2 separate regions of the Mus musculus genome follow, and region 1 is linked to region 2. The links are chromatin contacts, called in public HiChIP or PLAC-seq maps. All regions are on one chromosome and are shown on one strand. The core of a region is the stretch at or near the end of the contact, and the rest is flanking DNA. Distances in the headings are between cores, read along the strand shown.

Region 1 (5,341 bases), core at 854-3,353, 640 kb before region 2:
AGAGGTGTGGGGAGCACTAAGAAGTGGGAAGAGGAGAGGTGTGGGGAGCACTAAGAAGGGGGCAGGCTGGAGAGATGGCTTATACAACTCTTGCTGCCCTCACAGAGGACCTGGGTTAGGTTCCTAGCACCCACATCAGGTGATTCATAACTCAACTCCAGTTTCAGGGAATTGATGCCTTCTTTTGTCCTCCGAACACCAGGCACACATACAGTGCACCTACATTACATGCAGGAGAACACACATGTAAAATAAAGTGAATAATTTAAAAGTTGACAAGACTGAGTTTATAATTTTTTTCAACTTCTAGTCTTTGAAAGAGATTATAAAGTAAGCTAAAAACAAGCCAGAAACTAGAAGACACCATTACACACACATATACATACCACATACCACACACCACATACCACAGAGAGAGAGAGAGAGAGACAGAGAGACAGAGAGACAGAGAGACAGAGAGACAGAGACAGAGAGAGAGAGACAGAGACAGAGAGACAGAGACAGAGAGAGACAGAGAGACAGAGAAAAGAGAGAGAAAATGATTCCTATCCCAGAAGTGAACAAATGCTTAGTAAAAGATATACAAGCGGGCAATAAACACATTAAAATATTGTCGGAATAGTTAGTCATCAGAAAATGCAGATTTAAAACCACAATGAAGCAATCTGACACTAGAATAACAATACCAAGTTGATGAGGATACAGAACAATCACACATTGTTTATGGGGTTGTGAAACGGTACAAAGTTGAAAAACACAGTTTGGCAATTTCACAAAATTAAACAATCGCCTAGCCTTTGACCTAATTAGTGTGTTCCTCCCCACAAAAGAAGTGAAACCTTATGTTGACAAGAGACTTGTGCAATACTTGTTCATAGAAAGTTTGATTCAAAATTATCTCCCACCCGCACCACCCTGATCTATCAACAGAAGGATGATTGCTGGTACATAATGTATTATTATGATACAATGTATCATTACTGAGCCTACAGAGAAGAGGGGGTTATGAATACATGTAATGACATGGATGCAACCCCAAAACATGGTGTGTGAAGAAATAAAATAACGGCAGGTGCTTTTTTGACTCCACTTGCAAGAAGTTTTAAAACAGACGAAATGAATGAGTGGAGAAATAAATCAAGAGGGCGGTCACCTGCAAGCTAACAGAGAATGTGTTCTAGGAATGGGCATAAGGGAATGTTTACAGGCTGACGCTTCAAACCCCAGGGAATCCCCAAACCAGCAGAACTGTATAGGAATCAAGGGATTGCTCCCTGCCCCCTTACATTTTTTCTTGTGCTTTTTACTCCCCTGGGACACAGTTCAATCTCTGACACAGTTCACGAGACCCCAGGAGATCCAGCCCCTTCCCTCCAGGCTGGTACCAAACTCCTGACATCACCATGCAATTTGCACTCTTCTGTCTTGAACTCTTCTCGTTAATACCCTCATTTAGTTGTCATGTTTATTTTTGTATCTGGGTGTTTTGTCTGCATATGTGTCTCTGGACCACTTGTGCCTGGTGCCAGAGGAGGCCAGAAGAGGGCATCACATCTCTCGGAGATGGAGTTACAGATGGTTGTGAGCTGTCATGTGGGTCCTTAGAACTGAACCAAAGTCCTCCAAAAGGGTGGCCAGAGCTCCCAGCTGCTGAATCATCTCTCAGCCATATCTTTTTTAAAAATACATTTGTGTGTGTGTGTGTGTGTGCATCTACCACCGTGCATGTGAGATCAGAGGACAACTAACAACAGTCACTTCTCTCCCTGCACCATGTGAGTTCCCGGGTTGAACTTGGGGTCTCAGGTTTGGTGACAAGTGTCACTTCCCACTCAGCTACCCTACTGACTCTTTCAGCTTATTGTTTTAAGGTAGGTCTTTTGACCCCCCGGCTGGTTACAAGGCCATTATCCACATTATCCACAGCCTCTCTGCTTCCCCAGCGACTACATTACAATTGTCTGGTTCCATTTCTGGCCACGGGAGCCTGTCGACCGTGTTAATGGTTCTGATTCCATGACTGGGCATGGGGCCTGGACTGAGTCTCCTTGAACAATAAGCATACAAACCAAAGCTCCACCCCAATATGTCCCCGAGAGTATATGAGCAATAGGGGATATTCCTCAGGCCTGAGGGGAAATCACATCGACTACAACACCCCGGTGACTCAGTCTGCAGAGATGTTGATTAAGTCAATTCTGGACACCCACAGTGAGGGCACGATGCCTGGAAGACCAGCTTCCTCCTTTTTTTCCCTCAGCTAAAGGCCAAAGAAAAAGGTTCAGGTCAGAACCCAAACTTCCTAAGAGCCACCCTAAAGACCAGAACATGAAAACAGAACCTATTCTTGGCTCTCTCCCTTTGCCTCCTCCCCACACTAAGAGAGCAACCACCATGTTGAGAATTAGTGGACAACGCTAAACTTCCCGATGCCCCTGCCAGGATGGGTTCCCGTGGGATTCCAGTTGATATCTTTTTTAATTCTTTATTTTTTCCTTTTGTAAAAAAATAAACAATTCTTTTAAAGATCTCTTTAAAGATTTCGTTTTTATTTGTATGAGTGGTTGCTTGCATTGTATATATGAACACCAACCTCTACTAACCTCAATGGCTTCATTAGGAAGGTGGTATCTTTCTTCAGACAGATTCTGACAGAATCCCAGACCAGACCTGGTGCCACACCGACCCTGGATCCCCTTCCTGCTGGCCACACGGGCCTCTGTGACCTTTTCTGGGAAAACCTGCCATGAGTGCCTTCCTAGCCAAGACCACCTACACCTGGTTTGAGCCAGCTAGTCAGATGGTGAAATGTGACCCTCGCTGTGTTAAACACACAGTCTGTTGCCTGTCATATCATAAGTAGTTTATCCACAAATGTGTCAATGCTGCCATCACCACCACTGAGACCAAGCTCTACCTCTAGTTAATGGATGGGTACCCCACGAGCTGTAAGATTGGTACTACCAGTTTCCCACTGTAGTATTTGATGGAGATCTGGCAAAGTTAGGGCAAGCAGTGGGTAATGAATACCACCACTGCCATCGCTGACAACTGGGTGCCTGGACCACAAGTTTGACCTGACATGAAGTTTGGTAACTGGTATGTGGCTATGATAACTGTCACTAACCAGATTGAATTCTAAGTAGCCACAACCCAGAATCTTCTAAAAGAGAGACTCAACTGAGGGACTGCCTAGATTAGGTTGGCCTCAAGGCATGTCCTTGGGGGTTTTGAGCTAGATAAGACAGGAGAGAACTAGATGAGACCGAGGAGATGGACTGTAATCTGGAATTATGAGCCAGTTCTTCCCTAAGTTTCTTTTGGTCAGTGTATTTTGGCACAGACAGAAACAGAGATGGAGCTAGGACAGCTAGGATAGGAGGAGGAGACTTTTCTGAGTCCATAAAGACTCAGATGCCCTAGAGAAAGATGGAGAGGGTGTTTGTTGGTGGATTCTGTTGAAAGACAGCATTCTTTTCGGCCTGCAGTATCCCACTCCCAGAGGCTGCTTCAATGGCCCATGGAAGACTTGAGCTGTGGCTACAGCTCCTTTTCCTCTGTACCTCTGTAATCGTGCCTCAAAATAAATGCCCTATAAAACAAGATAAACACTCACGAACAGATCCAAAGTCATCTGGATTTGCTTCTGTGTTAGCTAGAATTTTTATTCTCTATGTTGCTTTGACTTTACTTTTAGGGTTATGATTCAGTTAGAATCATTTTTGCATAATTCTTTATCTGGTGTATGTGTGTGTGAGAGGCGGGGAGAGAGATGGGAGACAGAGGGACAGAGGGAAAGAGGGACAGAGAGAAGCAAGCTGTGTGTGTGCAAGTACCTCAGAGGCCAGAGGAGGGGGTCAGACTCCCCAGAGCTGGAGTTACAGACTGTCCTGAACATCCTGGCGTGGGTGCTGGGAACTGAACTTGGGTCCTCTGGAAAAGCATCAAGTGCTCTTGACCACTGAGTCCTCTCTCCAACCCCTAATAATTTTTTCCATGTGAAATGTTTGTGTATGCTACATATCTGTAGCATCATTTGTTGAAAAGACTTCCTGTCTCCACTCTATTGCCTTGTTTCCATTGTCAGGGATGAGTTGATTGCATACTTGTGTGGATCTGATTCTGGGCTCTCTCTTCTGCTCTTCTGACCCATTTGTCCATTTCTCCTCAATATGCCATAGCACAATGCTGTGCCCTGAAGTCCCCAGCGGCAGCCCTCTGACTTTGATCTCCCTCAATACTGTGTTCTCTACTTTAGGTCCCTTTCCTTTCCATGTAAACTTTAGAATAAATTGGTCCGTAGCTGCAAAGTAGCTTCATATGTTTGTTTGGATTGCACTGATGGCACAAATCAATGGACGCCCTAACCATAGTGAGGTCTCCGATCCATGGGCCTGCAGTACTTCTCCATTTGTTTATATTTTCTCAGATTTCTTTCACTGGTTTCATTGGGGTTTCCACTTACAGCTCTTGATCCACTAAGTATTCCATTACAGATTAGATTCTACATAACTACTTCATCTCTGATGTCCAGGGAGATGGTACCAAGGTTTTCTTTAACTTCAAATTCTAACACTCATTACTGATCTATATAGAGATGCAAATGACTTTTATAGATCATCAGTCCTCCAACCTTGCTATAACTATCTGTTTGGTCAAGACATTTTGATATTGCTATTTATTCTTTATGATCCATATAGACAATACTCTCATCTACAAATGATACCAGTGCCGTGACTTCCTTCCCTTCCTCTAGATGCCACGTTTCCTTTTCATGGTTTTTGCATTAGCTAAGACTTCTAGTATGAACTTGAGTAAGAGTGGAGAGCAAGCATCTTTAAGCTTGTCCCTGACCTATCTAGTTTCTTCGCGTTAAGCATGATGCTAGGTTCTTTGTAATCATGATTTCCCTGGTTGAAGACATGACTCTCAAGTCCTAGTGTGCTGTGAAGTTTTGCTATGCCTGGGTGTGAGACTTGGTCAAAAAATATTTTTCCAAATGTATTGATATGATTATGATTTTTCTTTGTTGGCCTGTGGAAGCCATGGGCTGCACCAGTTGACTTTCAAATGCTGACTAAGCAGCATGCGTCTGAAATCAACCCCTCGTGGTCTACAGTGTCTCTGGCTGTGGTGAGAGTTCTTTTATGCACTGTTGGATTAAGATTGCTCTCCAACTGTTGAAGATTGATGGGCATGGAGAATATGATCTATAGCTGCAGATCCTATTTATCTCTTTTTAAGACAGCCAGGTAGCCAAGATTGATCTTGAACTCCTAATCCTCCTGCCTCTAGAGCCTGAGTGCTGGAATTACAGGCCTGTGGTACCACATTCACATCA
Region 2 (5,216 bases), core at 879-3,378:
AGGAAATGAATCTTTAATCTTTCCTATGTGCTCGTTCTTTGGCTCCTCTAGGGAACAACACATGTATAAAAAAGAATTGCTGTGTCTGGAAGGCGAAAGCTATCCATTTCTTTAGGAAAGCATCGTAGTTATAGGGCATGTGTCTTCAAAGCATAAGAGGGTGGGGCACTGCCTGCCAATCTGCCCCCCTGTTGGCAGAGGGATTCCTCCAGGCACGTAGCCTCTCTTGCAATTCTGGCTGCAAAGGCTGAAGAGATACAACAACGGTGTGAGGCTGGCGAAGTGAGTTTGAATGCTCTTGGCATGCATGCGAGCCATCTGCCATTGCTGAAGCTGAGAGTGTGGCTAGTGTAGGAGATGGCTTGCTCTGGGGGAAGGATGCTACACTGCTCTGTTCCTGTTTAGACAGTGCTGTCCCGTAACTCCTGGCCTACAGATGGCATGTGGACCAGGCTTAAGCCATTAGCCATCAGATGGCTGACCAACCCTACTTCTAAGCAGATAGGACATAATAGCCCTGGTGCCACTGCTGTCCTCTTATCCCAACAACGGGACGAGGGTGGCAATGAAGCATGCCACCTGGGTGATAGTGGGGTAGAGGGATATTTGATACACTAAATCTAAATGCTTAAAATAAAACTTTCCTAAAAAAATATTTATTTATTTTATGTACATGAGTAAATTGTAGCTGTCTTCAGACACACCAGAAGAGGGTATCAGATCCCGTTACAGATGGTTGTGAGCCACCATGTAGTTTCTAGGAATTGAACTTAGGACCTCTGGAACAACAGCCAGTGCTCTTAAACACTGAGCCATCTCTCCAGCCCCAAAACAAAACTTTTGAGTTACTTGAGGAAATAAATGTCTAGGTTGGGTTCTTGCTGCCTGTCATGTCCCTCCCTCTGCCCAAGTCACAATTGACTTCCTAAGCATTCACACAGTTGTCTCAGCATGCAGAATGACAGTGACTGCAAGAAGCCATGGACAACCAGGATGGCCCAAGGTCTACTCAGATTGGCTCATGGTATATCTTCAACAACCTTTGATTCACTCCTGTGAGAGATCCTGAGTTAAAGACCATCTTGACTGTAGTCCCAGGCAGAGCTGGCAGTGGGCAGCCTTGACTGGGCATTATACACTTTGCTGGTGCTGACGTCCTGGGAGCCCCTCCTCCTATGCAGATCTGGCTCACCATGCTGTGGGGACAGAGAGGAGACTGCTGGTGCTCTGCTCACTCTCCCCTTCTGGGACCCTAGCCCATGGAATGGTGCTACTCATATTCAGGGTGGGTCTTCCCTAGAGTCTCTAGAGACATCCTCATAGACATTGCCAGAGGTCTGTTTCTGAGGCAATGAGGTAACCTAGGAAATTATAAGGCAGAAACTAGTCAAGCAGTGTGGCTAGAGTTAACAGAAACCGGCAAGGGGCTATGAAACACCCTTGGGGTTAACAACAGCAAGACCCGTTAACCTCCCTGAACTCCAGGGATGAGGGGAGGAGTTGTCTAGCCATAGTATAGCCTAAGGGTACATCTGCTGCCCACCTGTCCAGGCAACCACAGCAACCCGATGGAAGTCTGAGGAAGTTAAGAGCCCTGGCCTCATTTTCTCCTGCCAGGCAATCTCCAGAGGCAGAGCCCCATCAATAGTCAATAGCCAGGGGAGCCCACTGCTGCCATCTCCTGGGGACACTGAGATGCAGCCAACAAAGGATCTGGTAAGGCAAATAGCGACTGTTTGAGCCTGGCCATCGTGAATTTGTGAGGTCCCCTCACAGCCCTGTCCTGGAGCAGGAACCTGGGGGTTTAGGTGGTGCCTCAGTGAGGGTTCTAATCTTCCCAGGGAAGGGCACATGTGCTAAAAATGGTTGGGAATTGTGATAGATTTATCTGTTTCTTTATGCTTTTCTACTTAGTCCACTTTAAAAGATTTTTTTTCTTTTCAATTTTGGGGCAGGAAGCAAAGACAAGAAACTAATCACCTTTGTCTTTCACAGCATGGAGCTGAGAGGTGTTTTAATCTCTTCTGCGTCTTAGAATAACCAGTCTGGGATCTGGGACAGCTACTGCTACCTAGGTCCTTTATACCATCCAGTCACTCTGTGTCCTCGGGGTTAAGTCACTCCAGGCCACCCTCGTTTTCCCCTGAGCAGCACAGCAGCAGCAGCAGCAGCAGGCAGCAGAGCATGGACACCCTCACTTTTCCCATCTGTGACACGGAATGCAAGTCTTTCCAGGGAGCCTAGCAGAGAGGAGACCTTCATGGGATCCTTCTTACGATTGTACAAGACATTGTGAATACGGTGCATGGACTCTTGCTGCTTTGTGGAATTTCTAGGAAGGTGTTGGCAAAATGTGTTTGGAGCAACAGTGCCACTTGGTGGTCACCACTCTTATTGCATAGCATATCTGTTTCCACCCCCCCCTCTTTGTTTCTACCTTGTTAACATTTCATTTATTTGTTTCATTCTGTGTATCAATATAAAGGTTGGAGACTTTCATTTACTATGCTAGTGAGATGCCCCACCATGGCAGGGTGGCAGAGTGACATCCCAGAGCCACACGTTGCATCCTGAGGGAGACGGCAAATTTGACTTATGGGTTGCTTGGGATATCCACCTATCATTTCTATTAGGTCCACCCCCCCCCCCAAGGCTCTGGGATCCCTCAATTTAAGAAAACCCTTGGCCAGCTAGCAGGGGATGGTAGAGCAAACTCACATACACAGAAGGGTCCTTTTTCCTTAGAGCTGATCTCCCTGGCTTGTTTTAGTGGAATCCTAGTGGCCTTTCCCTACTCCAGAGTCCTTGCTTTGCCAGAATGCAACCCTCAGTGACCACATGCATGCTTCTAGTGACAGCCTTTCCTTCCTCAGTCACCCAAAGGCTGGGCCTTTGTCCCCATTACAGCAGGTCCTAGTTGACTCCTCACTCAGGCTTGCAAGATAACAAAAGCAGGACAGACACCTGGCATCTATGCCTTGCTTTCACATCCATCTCCTTTGTTTGAAAACTTCGGGTCAGACTTCGGGTTAACTCAGTGTGCAGGCATGTCAGTCCCTCAAGGAATGTCCATATAAAAACTGGTGACACCTAACCAGTCTCACCCCTCTTCAAGACAGAAGGCACAGATGTTAGTTTACCCAGCAGTCAGCTCTCATAATGTCCTATTCCAGACCCTAAATGGTATTCACAGGTCTCTCTCAACATTGGCCAAACTTGCAAGTCACCATGGATCACAGGAAGAGTAGAGCCTTATGGGTAAGACACCTTATCATGAGATTACCCTCAAGCAGGAACTTTATGGGAGCTGGCATGTCCCCTTAAGCAAGAAAGGCTTCTTTCACCCGCCCCCCCCCCCAGAAACAGAACAGATACAATGATCAACCAGACACACCTAGCCAGGACTCTTTAGTTATGCAAACCTCTGCCCTTCTGCTTCACTCACCCTCAGTTTAAATCTAAAGCGCACATCGATATCCTAAAGCTAGATGGATGTGGGTTTACCAACCATTGTTCTGTTCTTCATACCACAACCACCTTGTAGTACCTCCTTTCTCCGTCCTTCACTGCTCCTCACTTTGATTCGATTTGATCAGGTGACAGCATCGTCTGTTGGGACTCTCTTGCCATAATAACACACTGTTGGCCTGGAGTTTACAAAGCAGAGCCTGTAAGGGAACAGGTAGGGACTCTGGCCAAGCTCTGAATAGGCCCCGAGGCTCTGTCTCTGTCTCTGTCTCTGTCTCTGTCTCTGTCTCTATCTCTGTCTCTGATCCTCCCTGTCCTCATGCTGCCACACTCATATTCTGACTGCCACTGCTGTGGCCTCTCCCCAACCTCCCACAGTGCTTTTGACAATCAAACCCACAAAAATAAAGTTAACTTGCTGATACGTTCCTAAATTCAAACCCCACATTATCCCTTCTGTGAGGCTGGAGGACTTGACCATCCCAGGTTTTGGGACTCCTGGGTGATCACAAAAGGTTAGATAGCTTATTGCTTTTTAAAGACCTATTTTAATTTTATTTTATTATGTGGCTATTCCTGTCTGCATGTTGGTATGTGTATGTGAGTGCAGGTGCCTGTAGAGCCAGAGGAGTCAGACCCTACAGAGCTGGAGTTACAGGCTCTTGTGAGCTGCCCAGCATGAGTCCTGGGAATCAAGTCCTTTGCAAGAGTGGTAAGCATTCTTGACTCTCTCTCTCTATCCCACATTTTTTACTTTTTAAAAGATTTATTTTATTTTCTGTGTATGAGTGAGTCTTAGTCAGGGTTTCTATTCCTGGACAAAACATCATGACCAAGAAGCGAGTTGGGGAGGAAAGGGTTTCTTTCGGCTTACACTTCCATACTGCTGTTCATCACCAAGGAAGTCAGGACTAGAACTCAAGCAGGTCAGGAAGCAGGAGATGATGCAGAGGCCATGGAGGGATGTTCTTTACTGGCTTGCTTCCCCTGGCTTGCTCAGCTTGCTTTCTTATAGAACCCAAGACTACCAGCCCAGAGATGGTCCCACCCACAAGGGGCCCTCCCCCCTTGATCACTAATTGAGAAAATGCCCCACAGCTGGATCTCACGGAGGCATTTCCCCAACTGAAGCTCCTTTCTCTGTGATAACTCCAGCCAGTGTCAAGTTGACATACAAAACCAGCCAGTACAGGGTGTTTTGCCTGTGTACATGTATGTATACTTTCTGGTGCCTGTAGAAGACCAATGAGTTTATTGGGTCCCCTGGAACTGGAGTTGTGGATGGTTGTGAGTGTTGGGAATTGAACTCCAGTCCTCTGGAAGAACAGCCAGTGCTCTTAGTCCCTGAGCCATCTCCTTAGCCCTTGATTTTACTTTTCAGTGACAATTTACATACATGTATGTATACAGATGTCTATATGCTAATTTTGTAAGTGACAGGTTTGGGAATATAGCATCGTGGTCTTTTATCTATAAACATTAGAAAGCTTGAATCTGTGGTTACAATATTAGTACAAAACCATGTGCCCATATTTCCCAAGAGTCTAAGAATCATTTACCGTCTCTATAAGCAAAGCGAGGGTGATACTTTAGAAGATGCCTAGGATTGAGGATCTTAGCAGCCACAGAGGATCGAAGAAACTGGCCGTTTGTGCCTGCATCCCAACTGGGGAAGGGCTGAACTGTGCTTCCAATGAAGGGTGTTGTTAGTTAATCTTAATAAGAAGTACATTATAATTAGCATTATG

What was found. HiChIP or PLAC-seq counts read pairs in DNA pulled down with a chosen protein or histone mark.
Region 1: a FOXA1 HiChIP or PLAC-seq map of pancreatic cancer cells shows a contact between it and region 2. The contact joins two enhancer-like sites.

What each region holds. Positions count from the first base shown.
Region 1 is chr11:68,455,088-68,460,428 of GRCm38.p6, reverse strand. The region is part of intron 1 of Pik3r5 (phosphoinositide-3-kinase regulatory subunit 5); the gene reads right to left. Among named protein-coding and RNA genes, the nearest start is that of Pik3r5, 26 kb to the right of the region's middle. Within about 2 kb of position 2,103, at least 70 of the 459 cell types and tissues checked have an H3K27ac peak or open chromatin away from gene starts, as enhancers often do. A contact at or near this core is called in pancreatic cancer cells, where this site is marked.
Region 2 is chr11:67,816,838-67,822,053 of GRCm38.p6, reverse strand. Gm40032 (a long non-coding RNA gene) reads left to right here. Exons shown (of 3, transcript XR_879959.2): 3 at 4,079-4,172. Among named protein-coding and RNA genes, the nearest start is that of Dhrs7c, 21 kb to the right of the region's middle. Within about 2 kb of position 2,128, at least 20 of the 459 cell types and tissues checked have an H3K27ac peak or open chromatin away from gene starts, as enhancers often do. A contact at or near this core is called in pancreatic cancer cells, where this site is marked.